2 separate regions of the Arachis hypogaea genome follow, and region 1 is linked to region 2. The links are chromatin contacts, called in public Hi-C maps. All regions are on one chromosome and are shown on one strand. Each heading gives the region's core, a stretch centred on a gene start, on an enhancer-like site or on the middle of the called end of the contact. The rest is flanking DNA. Distances are from core to core; before and after follow the strand shown. Region 1 holds the start of LOC112711524 (SEC12-like protein 1). Region 2 holds the start of LOC112711505 (polyadenylation and cleavage factor homolog 4).

What was found. A called contact is a pair of places that touch in the nucleus more often than the background predicts.
Region 1: a contact with region 2 is called in a Hi-C map of leaf, with 10 times the contacts expected there. The contact joins the promoter of LOC112711524 here to the promoter of LOC112711505 in region 2. A contact is called at or near these places in 2 of 8 Hi-C or Micro-C datasets (leaf and an unstated tissue).

What each region holds. Positions count from the first base shown.
Region 1 is chr9:106,497,816-106,503,460 of arahy.Tifrunner.gnm2.J5K5, reverse strand. LOC112711524 (SEC12-like protein 1) reads left to right here and starts at 1,344. Exons shown (of 10, transcript XM_025764200.3): 1 at 1,344-1,948; 2 at 2,243-2,343; 3 at 2,662-2,794; 4 at 2,913-3,004; 5 at 3,485-3,584; 6 at 3,682-3,754; 7 at 3,856-3,976; 8 at 4,804-4,923; 9 at 5,544-5,614. The coding sequence starts at 1,772.
Region 2 is chr9:106,099,086-106,104,980 of arahy.Tifrunner.gnm2.J5K5, reverse strand. It overlaps LOC112711505 (polyadenylation and cleavage factor homolog 4), which reads left to right and starts at 2,892. Exons shown (of 7, transcript XM_025764177.3): 1 at 2,892-3,305; 2 at 4,518-4,777; 3 at 5,555-5,656; 4 at 5,750-5,895. The coding sequence starts at 4,529.

The DNA of each region.
Region 1 (5,645 bases), core at 95-2,594, 400 kb before region 2:
ATATGTTATGCAAAAATATCTTTTTATCTATCTATCAATTATGTTTGGGTATAACAATATAAAAGTATTTTTTTGTTTATTTATTATGTAAAAAATATCTTTTTAAAAAAATAAAGATCTTTTAAAAAAAAGATATAATGGGCTTGTTTGGACGCCATTTTAAAAAAATAAAAGTGATTTTATATTTAAATATCTCATGTAAAAAGATTTTTTTATTTATCAATTATATTTGGGTAAAATAAAAATTATTTTTTTATTCATTTATTATGTGAAAAATATCTTTTTTTTAAGAAAAACATTTTTAAAAAATATAAATTGTAACTTCTCAATTTTTTTTTTAAATTTTTCTAGTACTTTTATTTTTACTATTAGAAATTTGATAAATACAATAAAAAATATTTTTCATTGAAAATTTTTTTTTAATCGATTTAATGATATCCAAATAAATATAAATTATAACTTCTTAAAAAAGATTTTTTTTTCTAAAATTTTTATTTTTACTTCTAAAAATTTACCAAATATACTAAAAAATAAAAAAAAATTATTGAAAAAAAAGTCTTTTTTTATCAACTTTATAATACTTAAACAAACACTATAAATAATATTGTAAATACACAAACAATAATATTTTTTTCTTATTTTCTTACTTGTAATGGATGGAAATTTGTTTTGATAAAACCCACATACAAATTTTTCTTCCTTCCCAACTTCTTTAACATCCAAAAAAAATTTTTTTTTATTCATTTTCCTTTCCTCCTTTTTCTTCTCTCTTATTTTTCCTTAAACTAAGGATAGTGTAAGGAAAGTTGGTGCTCTTCCATTTTGTATTGTCATTTGTGAGCATTGGGCACACAACACACCAATGATTTTTCTTGTTGCTAATGCCGCGTAATCTTACACCGAATATCCACAACCGCATCGTTGACAACTCCCTCCATTCTATCATTAATCATTGGATTTATCACTCATCCCTTTTTCTAAATCAGCTATTAAAATAAATGACTAATATAAAATATATATTAAAATATAAATATATATTAAAAATAAATTAAATTATACATATATTTATATATAAATATATTAATAATTTATTTTAATAATTAATTTTAGTATATAAATAATATTTTTTGATGAATTAATAGTATAAAATATTTTATAAAATTGTTTAATTATATATATTTTTTTAAATAACTATTCACAAAATTAATAAAAAAATAATTATTTTTATTGATATGATGTAAAGTAATTAAAAATATGTATAAAACTGTTTTATATTTATAATATATTAAAATTAAATTTAATATTTAAAAGATGATATCATCTTTCTCTTTTCAAAAATTAAAAAAAAGAAAAAAGATAAAGTGATCTTTCTAATAACAGTAACCTTTAGCCAAACAAACGCCTCTTAAATCTGAATGATATCTTAACCCAATTTTGTTCCCCATCATCAACCACATTAAAGTAACACAACAACAGATTCAAGAAACACCAACTAGAGACATGTCTGGTTCTTCAACATGTGGCATAATAAACCTCGTGTGAACTGCAACAATTTCTCTTATTAAAGAAACACTAAATCCCTTGTGTCCTTACTTTGCTTCCGCTGACTTTGCTCTTTCACATACACACGCTCTCTCTCTCTCTCAGATATTTTTTCAATATAAAATCCCTCCAAACTTCCCAATTCATTGATCTCAGAAAAGAGCTTCAGTATTTCTGGCACTCCAATTGAGAAAAGAATCGAACTTGGAATTTTCCCAGAGACATAACCATGGAGAACGGTGATGGGTCCCCTCAGGGTCCGGTTACATGCGGGTCGTGGATACGGAGGCCCGACAACCTTAATCAGGTTGTTATTGGAAGGTCAAGGCGCGGAAGTTCTTGCCCTTCTCTGCTTCAAATTTTCTCCTTTGATCCCAAAACCACTTCTTTGTCTTCCAAACCTCTGGTATTCCCCCCACACCTTTTCTCAAAATATGTTCCATATGACTATGTATATATATATGTTGTATATATTTGTTGATAACACTAAATGAGTATATATTTGTATATGAATTACTTGTTTGAAGAATGAATATGTTGAAGATTTTAAGCCGAAGAATTATTGTGGAGAATTTGTGTTGTTGAGAACTGTTTTATGTGTTGACTTTGTGGTTTCATGAATTCATGTGAAGTCTGAGAGGAGATTTTGTTCTAATTAGCTTTTTTGGTTGATATTTTTTTTTCTTAATTTAATTTTCAGACCACATTTGTGTTTGAAGCAGTGGATGGTGATCCAGTTGCTATTGCTGTCCATCCCAGTGGGGACGATTTTGTGTGCTCTCTCAGCAATGGTAGCTGCAAGTAAGTGTCTTTACTTATGAGCTTCGAGATTTAAACTATTATCTGAATTTATTGGTTGAAAAGTTCTTTAATGATTTATCTCAATTTTGCATTTCATAGTTGCAGTTACTGTCACTTTCAATAATCTCACAATCAGAATTCCGATACCTTATATCAATTTACCATACTATTTTGATGGTTTCTTGTTCTAGTTTCCTTGGAGTAGGGGAATGCTTGACAATAGCCATAGTTGCTTCTTAAGCATGATTAGCTTATATTTCACTTTTAGTTAACTGAGAAATCAAATATAAGTCGACGTATTTCTATGTGCTCATGCAGATTGTTTGAGCTGTATGGTAATGAAACAAAAATGAAGCTGTTGGCCAAAGAACTGGCCCCTCTGCAGAACATCGGTTCTCAAAACTGCATTACTTTTAGTGTTGATGGATCTAAATTTGCCACCGGTGGGTCAGTAAGTATCACTTTGAAATCCATTGAGTTCAATTGTGTTTCTTTGTTGTGTGGCATTTCTAGCGTTCGTTTCTAGAGTTTGATCTTGTATGTTTGAATTCTGTCTGGAACAAGTACAGGACGGGCATATCAGAATTATGGAGTGGCCTAGCATGAACAACATTTTGGATGAACCAAGAGCACACAAATCTGTGCGGGATATGGATTTCAGGTAGGAATACTCAACGAGTCAAACGGATGCATTAACCCTTGCAACCAGTAGAATAGCAATTAAAACTTGATTAGTAGCTAGTGAAATCTTATTTGGAGTTCATCCCATGTGGTTCATTTTTTGTGCATGTTCAGCCTTACCATTGATAATTTGATTATTCAGATATTTTTTTAACAAGTCTAATATAGTTTCATAATAAATATCTTATTCCCAATACTGATAGTAGAGCCAATTACTGACACTAATTACAAGATATATTTCCCAGTTTAATTTGCACTTTAATACATTACTTTCAGCATTGGAAAAGTATTGCTAGCTGAAGGTAGCTGTCGTACCAGCTAGTTTGAAAAACCATTTTTGTTGTTGAATTTGTTCTTGGACATAAAATAGTTATGTTCATCTCTTAAATTGCTTGGTTGTACTTGTACCATGCTTTGAAAAAGAAATCTGATTACATTGCTTGGTTGTATCATCATTCAGTCTAGACTCAGAATTCCTTGCTTCAACTTCTACTGATGGCTCTGCAAGAATCTGGAAGATTGAAGATGGTGTTCCTCTAACCACCTTGTCTCGCAACTCGGTATAGTGCTTTTGTCTTTAGAACTTCATGGCATATTACATATGCACAAAGCACACTTGTATCACTTGATCTGAAGTTTATTTTTTCATCTCTGTAGGATGAAAAGATTGAACTATGTCGATTTTCCAAGGACGGAACCAAGCCATTCTTATTTTGTGCCATTCAAAAAGGTATATGAGTGTCTTTTTTCAATCATGTACTATATCCTATTAATATGTTGCGATCAAGAATGCGAGAGCTTTATTACAGATATCCTTCTATCTCTGAGCAGGCGATAAGTCATTGACTGGAGTTTGGGACATAAGCAATTGGAATAAAATTGGTCATAAGAGGCTACTTAGAAAGTCTGCTTCAGTAATGGCCATTAGCCACGACGGGAAATACCTTTCTATGTAAGTACCTACGGTTACCTTCTGACTTTTGTTGTTATTTTATATGACCTTATGCAATGTCAACTTTTGCTAGGCAATCAGGTTAGAGGGAATGCTTTATTGGTTTCCCCCATGAATTATCTGATGTAAAAGATTGTAATCTAACATGTTGATCAGGATACATCCATTTAGCACGAGTTACGCCTTTGCATACACAAACTTCTTATTCAGGATCAAAACTAAACATTTGAAGTGTATAAGAGTGAGAATAGGCTTAAAGAGCATTGTTATGAAACAAATTCAGTTTTCATGTTCTTTGTCTTTTTTACTTTTTCTAAATAGCTTAATATTCTACCTTATCACACATTCCTAATGGTTATGTGATCCATTTATCTTTCCTACTGGTGAATTGCATGTATTTCCATAGCCTTCTTGTTAAATTCTTTGAAGTATTTTCCTTGCAGTAGCATTATTGGTTGGTAGAGTTTTGCATGGTATTTATGTACAAGTTTTTGAGAAAGGATTTTCTTTTTCTTTATCTAAATGTGTTTGGTATTTTTGCTATTAGTGCAGCTGGTAGCTTGGGTGCTAGGGTTGTTGCCTTCATAAACCTCTCCTTTTTTATTCTTTCTTTTTTTTTCGGTGTGAAAATTTGGCTCGTAAAAGAAGTGTATGCGGTTGTTTTTCCCCTAAAACTATTGAAAATGAAATGTAAAGTAACTATAGCACATTGGTAACCTATCAATTACTATAACCATTTCGATCAAGACACTTTGAAGGTCGTTTTATTATTACAATCTGTGATATATGTCTCCAGCAGTTCAACTCATCAGCATTCTATATTTCAGGGGAAGTAAAGATGGAGATATATGTGTAGTTGAAGTAAAGAAAATGCAGATACACCATTATAGCAAGAGACTACACCTCGGTACCAATATTGCAACGCTCGAGTTTTGTCCCACCGAAAGGTAAATTCTCTATGCATTATCGGTTCAGTTTGGGGCCTTTGTAATAATAGTGAGCATCATGAACACGGGTAGGATTAAGCTATTCCTTCTAAATCGGAACATGCATTGAATTACGGATTCATGTCAACCTTGATTTAATTGGTGAAACCTCTTATTTTCGTTTTCTTTCGGCAAAGCAAGGAAGAAATTCTGGATGCTAGCTGGGATATAATTTATTCGAAAGAGAATTGTTATTAGCCTAGTAGCCTGTATGATGCTTACAAAGCTGAAATCTAGATTTTACTGAGAATATGTTAACCAAGGACATATTGTAACAAAAAGAAACAAGTGTTGAGCAATATTTGGTGACAAAGATTTCTAAAAGATGGCAAGAGAAGTTACTTTCTTGAATACTAAATGGATATTGGATAGCATGAATTTCATCTTTGAGCGAATTCCATGTTCCCTGTTTGCACCCTATAAGAATAGTTGTTTTACATTTTTACTTATTTTGTATATAAATTATATCTTCATCGCGGCCCCTTGCACTGCATTTTGGACTTAAAAGCATAGACTTGGCGTACTAAACTCAATTTTTTTTATCTTCGCTATTCACCTGGGCTTTGCGTGTGACTTCGCAGGGTCGTACTTACAACCTCGGTAGAATGGGGACCATTGGTTACAAAACTCACTGTACCTAAAGATTGGAAAGGTTTCCCCCTCTCTTTTGCACCCTTGCACAC
Region 2 (5,895 bases), core at 1,643-4,142:
AGATAATTCAAGTCAGTTTAAATGATAACTATTTCAATCATATTATTGATATATTTAAAATTTATATATTAAAATTAATTTATACATGTAAATAGTACCTAAAATATTTTTATATAAAAAAATTAAAATTTATTAAATACTTTAATATATTAAATTATTTAATATGATTAATACCTTTAAATATTTAAAGAATTTATTTAAATTTCTATAATTAATGAAATGGTGTTCAGTCTTATTCTTCTCTTAGATGCTCCAAGTCGAATCTTAAATAGGCAACATAAAACTAAATCGAATTAGGGTGTTAATAATGTAAATTAATCTTAGTAAATTAAATTGGAGTAATTCGATTTACTATTATAAATTAAATTGGGCTGTTTCAATTTTTTATGACCAAAATCCTAGATTTTTAAAAGCGAAGTACTATTTCTTCTATACTATTAAATTGAATTGATTTAATTTAATTTACATAGATTTAAGCTTTTGAGTATAAAAAGAATTTGTATGATTCTATTTATGTGTATACGTGCAAATTGAACTTAGCTTATTTAATTTACAAAAATTCAAATAGGATAGATGTATAATCAAACTCCAATAAAAGACATATGTGTAATTTTATTTGAATTTCAATCATTTGTTAAGGTAAATTATCTTTTATGTTTCATATCCACATAACTTTTTTTAAAAACACGTTATCTTTGTGATGGATTTAGAATTTTTTACTTCAAAGTTATTAAAAAAATTCTTAACAAAATTAAAATAAACTTTATAACAAAAAAATCTTAAAAAAAAATACAATATTAAATATATTATTTTATTTCTATCAAATATCAATGTCTCATCTCATTTCATTATAAAATTAATATAATAAAAAATTGTCAAATTAAAAGACTCATTCCTTCCAAAAAAAGTATATAGTTCCATTCTAACTCGATTCAAAAATTAAATTATTGATATTTTTTCTTAAAACGTATGTAAATTCAATTGTATTACACATATAATAAAATAAAAGAAATCATATATAAGCGTATATATAATATTTTTTATAAAAGAAAATAGATCTTATTTATTATTAAATAAATATAAAAAATATTTTTGTCTGATACTTGTGTAACAGAAAAAATATTAAAAAACTCATAAATTGAAAAATAAAAAATTACTTTCTTTTAATTTTATCTTAAAATTGCAATTCACTTCAATATATTCTAAAAGAGTAAAGGTGATAAAAGTAACTTAATTCTAGGGATATCAACGAGATAGGGTGGGTGCGGGGATGCCTTCCTACTCCCCCATTTTTGCCTCTAGATTTACTCTCCATTTCTGTTTCCATTTTCTATTATAAAAGAAAATTATTCTCTATCCCCATTCTTCACAGGGTCCTATTCTCCCAAGGACCCCATTCTCTATCTCTTTGATAATTTTAACTAATTATTAATTTTCATAGAAATAGAGATAAAAGTATACATCCTATACAAAACGCCAAGATTTTGTACAAAAAGTCAAAACGACAAGATAGTAACTTTTTTCAAAATGATGCAGTAGGGGACGCCATGACAAGCCAGAGCACAAAGCAGTGAACGAGGTGGGGGATACGACAGCAGAGAAAAGAATGAATACGATGACAGAGTTGTGAAAATGAATGCCATGAATATAGAGAACGACGTGGTGAGGGTGATGGAATGGTGAGGGCATACAATGTGGTGAGACGGGAGAGTGGTGAGGGAGTGGAGGTTGGATGGAGTATAGACGACGCTAGGGATCTATGAATTGAAGAAGAGTTATGCAAATAAGGATTTAGAATTTTGGGTCTTTATATATATATATGGAATGTGAAATGACTAAAAAACATATATGAGAAATAAACTATTAAGGACAATTAAGTAAATTTGTGAATTTCGGAGTTAGCGGGGACGGGGCGGGAATCCCCGTTCGAGTTTTCGCGCCTGTCTCGGGAGAGTTTTGCTCCTCATCCCCATTCCCGCGGAGAAAATCCCCTACAGTCGGATCTCTATTCGAGGCAGTCCCTACAAAGATTCCCGAGTCTCGGGGAATTTTGCCATTCCTACCTAATTCTAATATGCTTTTATTACTACAAACTTTTTTTTGTCCTTTTTCGGTGGAACCCCTCATCTTTAGGGTTTTATTTCTCCACCTAATTTTATTAACAAAAAAACTCCTTCACTTTAAATTCACATGTATAAATACTAAGAAAAAGTCAAATCGTTTATTCTAATTCAAAACAGTTCCACTCCCTTTAAAAAGAATACATCACTGACATTGTAAAAAAAGAGGCCTAGTCCGATAACATTAAGGAGCTCATGCACATCGTATCCTCGTTGACAATAAGACGGCTGACTACAAATGAAGAATGCAAACCCAAAAAACTTACTACAGTAGAACTTGCTCTCTCATGGAAGACACTAGGAACACGTGTCATCCATAAGACCATCTCTGTATATCTACACAACGTTACATCTTTACAGTAGAATTCACCATCTATAATAATCGAAAAAAAAGAAAATGATTATGAAAATTCGAAAATACGTTGATTTCACGCGAACCGCAACAACATAGGGTATTAGGTGGGAGGACTTAGAATTTTATAAATAGCAATGTTTTAAAAATCAGATCGAATCAACCGGTCGAATTGGTTTAACATAAAACCGAAGTGAAAAGTGGTTCGATCCTCCTCTTAAAACCATCATTTTCTATACCGTTAAAAAATTGTTGAACCGGAACGAAAACCAACGGATTCTTAAAAGATGCGCGTTTTCATTTAAAACAAAAAAAAAATAAACAAAAAAAAAACCCACCCACAGTCCCCCACCGCCCCACCGCCCCACGCGAGTCTATCACTCGGATATATATAACACCCCCTACCCCCAAAAAACACCAAACACCCCTCCTTCGAAACACGCACTGTCACACTCAAGCCCTAAGGTTCCAAACCTAAAACCCAGCTTCGTCAACGGAACCGCCGCCGCCGTCCGTAGTTGTCGGCGTCTTCGCGGCCTCCTCCTTCCCCTGTCCCAAATCCATACGGCCAGACCTTCTCTTTGTCTGCTCAGACGCGCTTCCGCCGCCGTTTGTTTGCCGTTCACGTTCGCCTCTTCGTTCAGCCGTCGTCTTCCTTCGCGTTCTTCGCCGTTCGCGGTCGCTCGGCGTTCACCGTTCGCGTTCACTCGCCGTTCACTGTTCGAGTTCGCATTATAGCGTTCGTCTGGAAGCCACGTTGCTCTCCTTCAAACTCTGCGACCAACCCGCGCGCTCCACCTAGCTGTCGAAATTGCTCTCTTTTGTCGCCCGCCGTGAGTTCCCTAAACCCTCACCAATACTCTGCTTCAAACTCTGCAACTTCTGATTTCTATTACAACAAGGAACTATTTGATTTGGTAGTGGTTTGGATTTTTTTTTCCATAGATTATACAATTGTTACGTTCTCTTCTCTATCACATTGATATTAAGTTTTGAATTCTCTTATTTCGTTTTAATTTTACTGCACTCAACATGTTTGATGAAATGCTTTAACAATAATTCTGGTTGGTTTTATAATTTCTAGCTTTTAGAAACTTAGTAAGTTGATTGCATGTGAAATTAAGAATAATTGGATCTTAGTAATTAGGAAAGTTTAGGTGCACAAATAGCATCTCTGTGGAAAACATATTAGCATGATGATTCCATTTGCATTAGTTTAACTGTTAATTTGCTAATTGTTCTTGTGTTGTTGTTCTGTTGTTTTTCTTTTATCTTTAATTTTTTTCTTGGTTTAAGCTGTGATTGAAGGTTCTTTGGTTTGGGTATTCTTCACTTTCCTGTAAGCTTATCTTTTAATTCTTTGAGCATACACGTATCAAATCATTGTTTTCAGCAATGGTGATTTTTAGATATTTTTTTGGGTTGCTTCGTTTTTAAATGTTCCTATTGCTGTTGTTGTGTTTTTGCTGTGATTTAAATGTTCTTTTGATTTTTTTTTATTTTTTTTTCCCGAATGACCAGTCAGTGCTTGGTTGATTGGTTTTGCTCACTGATTGTATTTGATGATAAATTTTAAATTGATAACTCTATTACAGCCTTACTGTCTGTTTCTGTTGTTAAATTTTATTAAAGTTTCTTGAATTTGCACTGCCTATGTTATTGATTCACTGTGCCTTCATTGCTCTTTTTTATGTTGTTAATCATTGTGATGAGCTTTGTTAATCTTGAATTTGTTAATCTTTCTTGATTTTTCACTGTTCTAACTTCTGTTCTTATTAAAAAATTTGCAATTGGTGATCTTTTGATTTATTATATGCTTTATGTTTTCATTGTTCTCTTCTTATGAAGAAAAAATGTGCAATTAGTGATTGTAAGATTTATGTTTTGATTACCAGTCCGGTTTTCAGAACCTTGATAAATAGTTATTTAGAGGCCACAATCCTGTTTACATCTCATCCAATATAATCTTCTCTCAATTTGATATAACTCCAGTTCTCCTTCGTCAAATTTAAAAATTCTCTAAAATTCTATTGTGCACCCAGCAGCTAGAATACAAATGGCGAATGGTATCACGCACCAGCCTTCTCCTTCCATGCTCGTGGACCAGTTTAACGCCTTACTTCCACGGCGCCAAAGCTACCTCAAGGCTTTCTCTACCGAAGAAATTGTTCGGACGTATGGGCTATTGTTGTCAGAACTCACCTCCAATGTGAATCCCATCATTACCGATCTCACTATCATTGCTGGCCAGCAGCGGAAACACGCCAAGGGCATCGCCGATGCCATTTGCAACCGGATTCTTGAGGTCTGTCTCCATTGCTGCGGAAAGTTATCACCTTTTCGCGCCATTTGTAACGAAAGAACTCTTCTTTTATTGGGGTCGAAAGTTGTCCCTCTATTGGCGTTGTTTCAATTTTGGCAGTTACCTATATATCAGCATTTAAGTTTTATTTTTCTTTTCCAATCTTATTTTATATTTTATTTTTTATTTGCTTTACGGTCTTATTTGATTGCGAATACGAGAAAAAGTCATTACTTCCAATTCCAACAGGCTTTATCGTTCCATCCGTTCTTGCCTTTGATTTATTTGCGTGGGTTTTCCGCAAGAGAGAATGGATTCTAAATCATTAATTATTATTATTATTATTCAACTAAGAACAGAGAATTTTAGGATAACATAACTTCCCGGATAACTAGCAATTGGCACATGAATCCTATAGAAAGGACGAAAGTGAGTTTAAGACCTAAGAATAAAACAACGCATTTCAGGTCTTGACTGAACTGGAACGAAATTCTAAGCATACATGTGAAGTTGGGGCACGCCCTAGCTGTATCTCGTATATTGATCTCAGGGGCAGAGTAATTAAGAACATGTGTTAAGGTTTAAGGTTTATCTTGTTAAGGTTGATTTTCAGGGATCACTTCCCCTACAGCCACATAAAAAAAAGTTCCTGAGTTCTGATTTAGCAAATAACAATGCTGATATTTGTGCCGTAGAAAATTAGTAAAGCTAAGCTATAATATTATTTAAATCTCGGTTGTTTATATGGTTCCTCAATTGTTTAATTCTATCCTCTGCCAGGTGCCTGCTGATAAAAAACATCCTTCTCTCTATCTTCTGGACAGCATTGTGAAGAATTTTGGCCAGGAATATGTTAAATACTTCTCTTTACGTCTACCTCAAGTAGGTTAATTAGAGCATGCTTATTTCTGCTTATATTTCATTTTTATTTTATTCTGTTATTGAAAGATTGAAACAATTCTATTGTGTGCCAAGGTTTACTGTGAGGCATACAGACAGGTCCAGCCTAATCTACATTCTGTTCTGCAACGTCTCATTGGTACCTGGTCAAAGATCTTTCCTCCCTCTGTCCTAAGTAATATTGAAGCTCAATTGCAATCTTTACCAGCAATTAATAATCA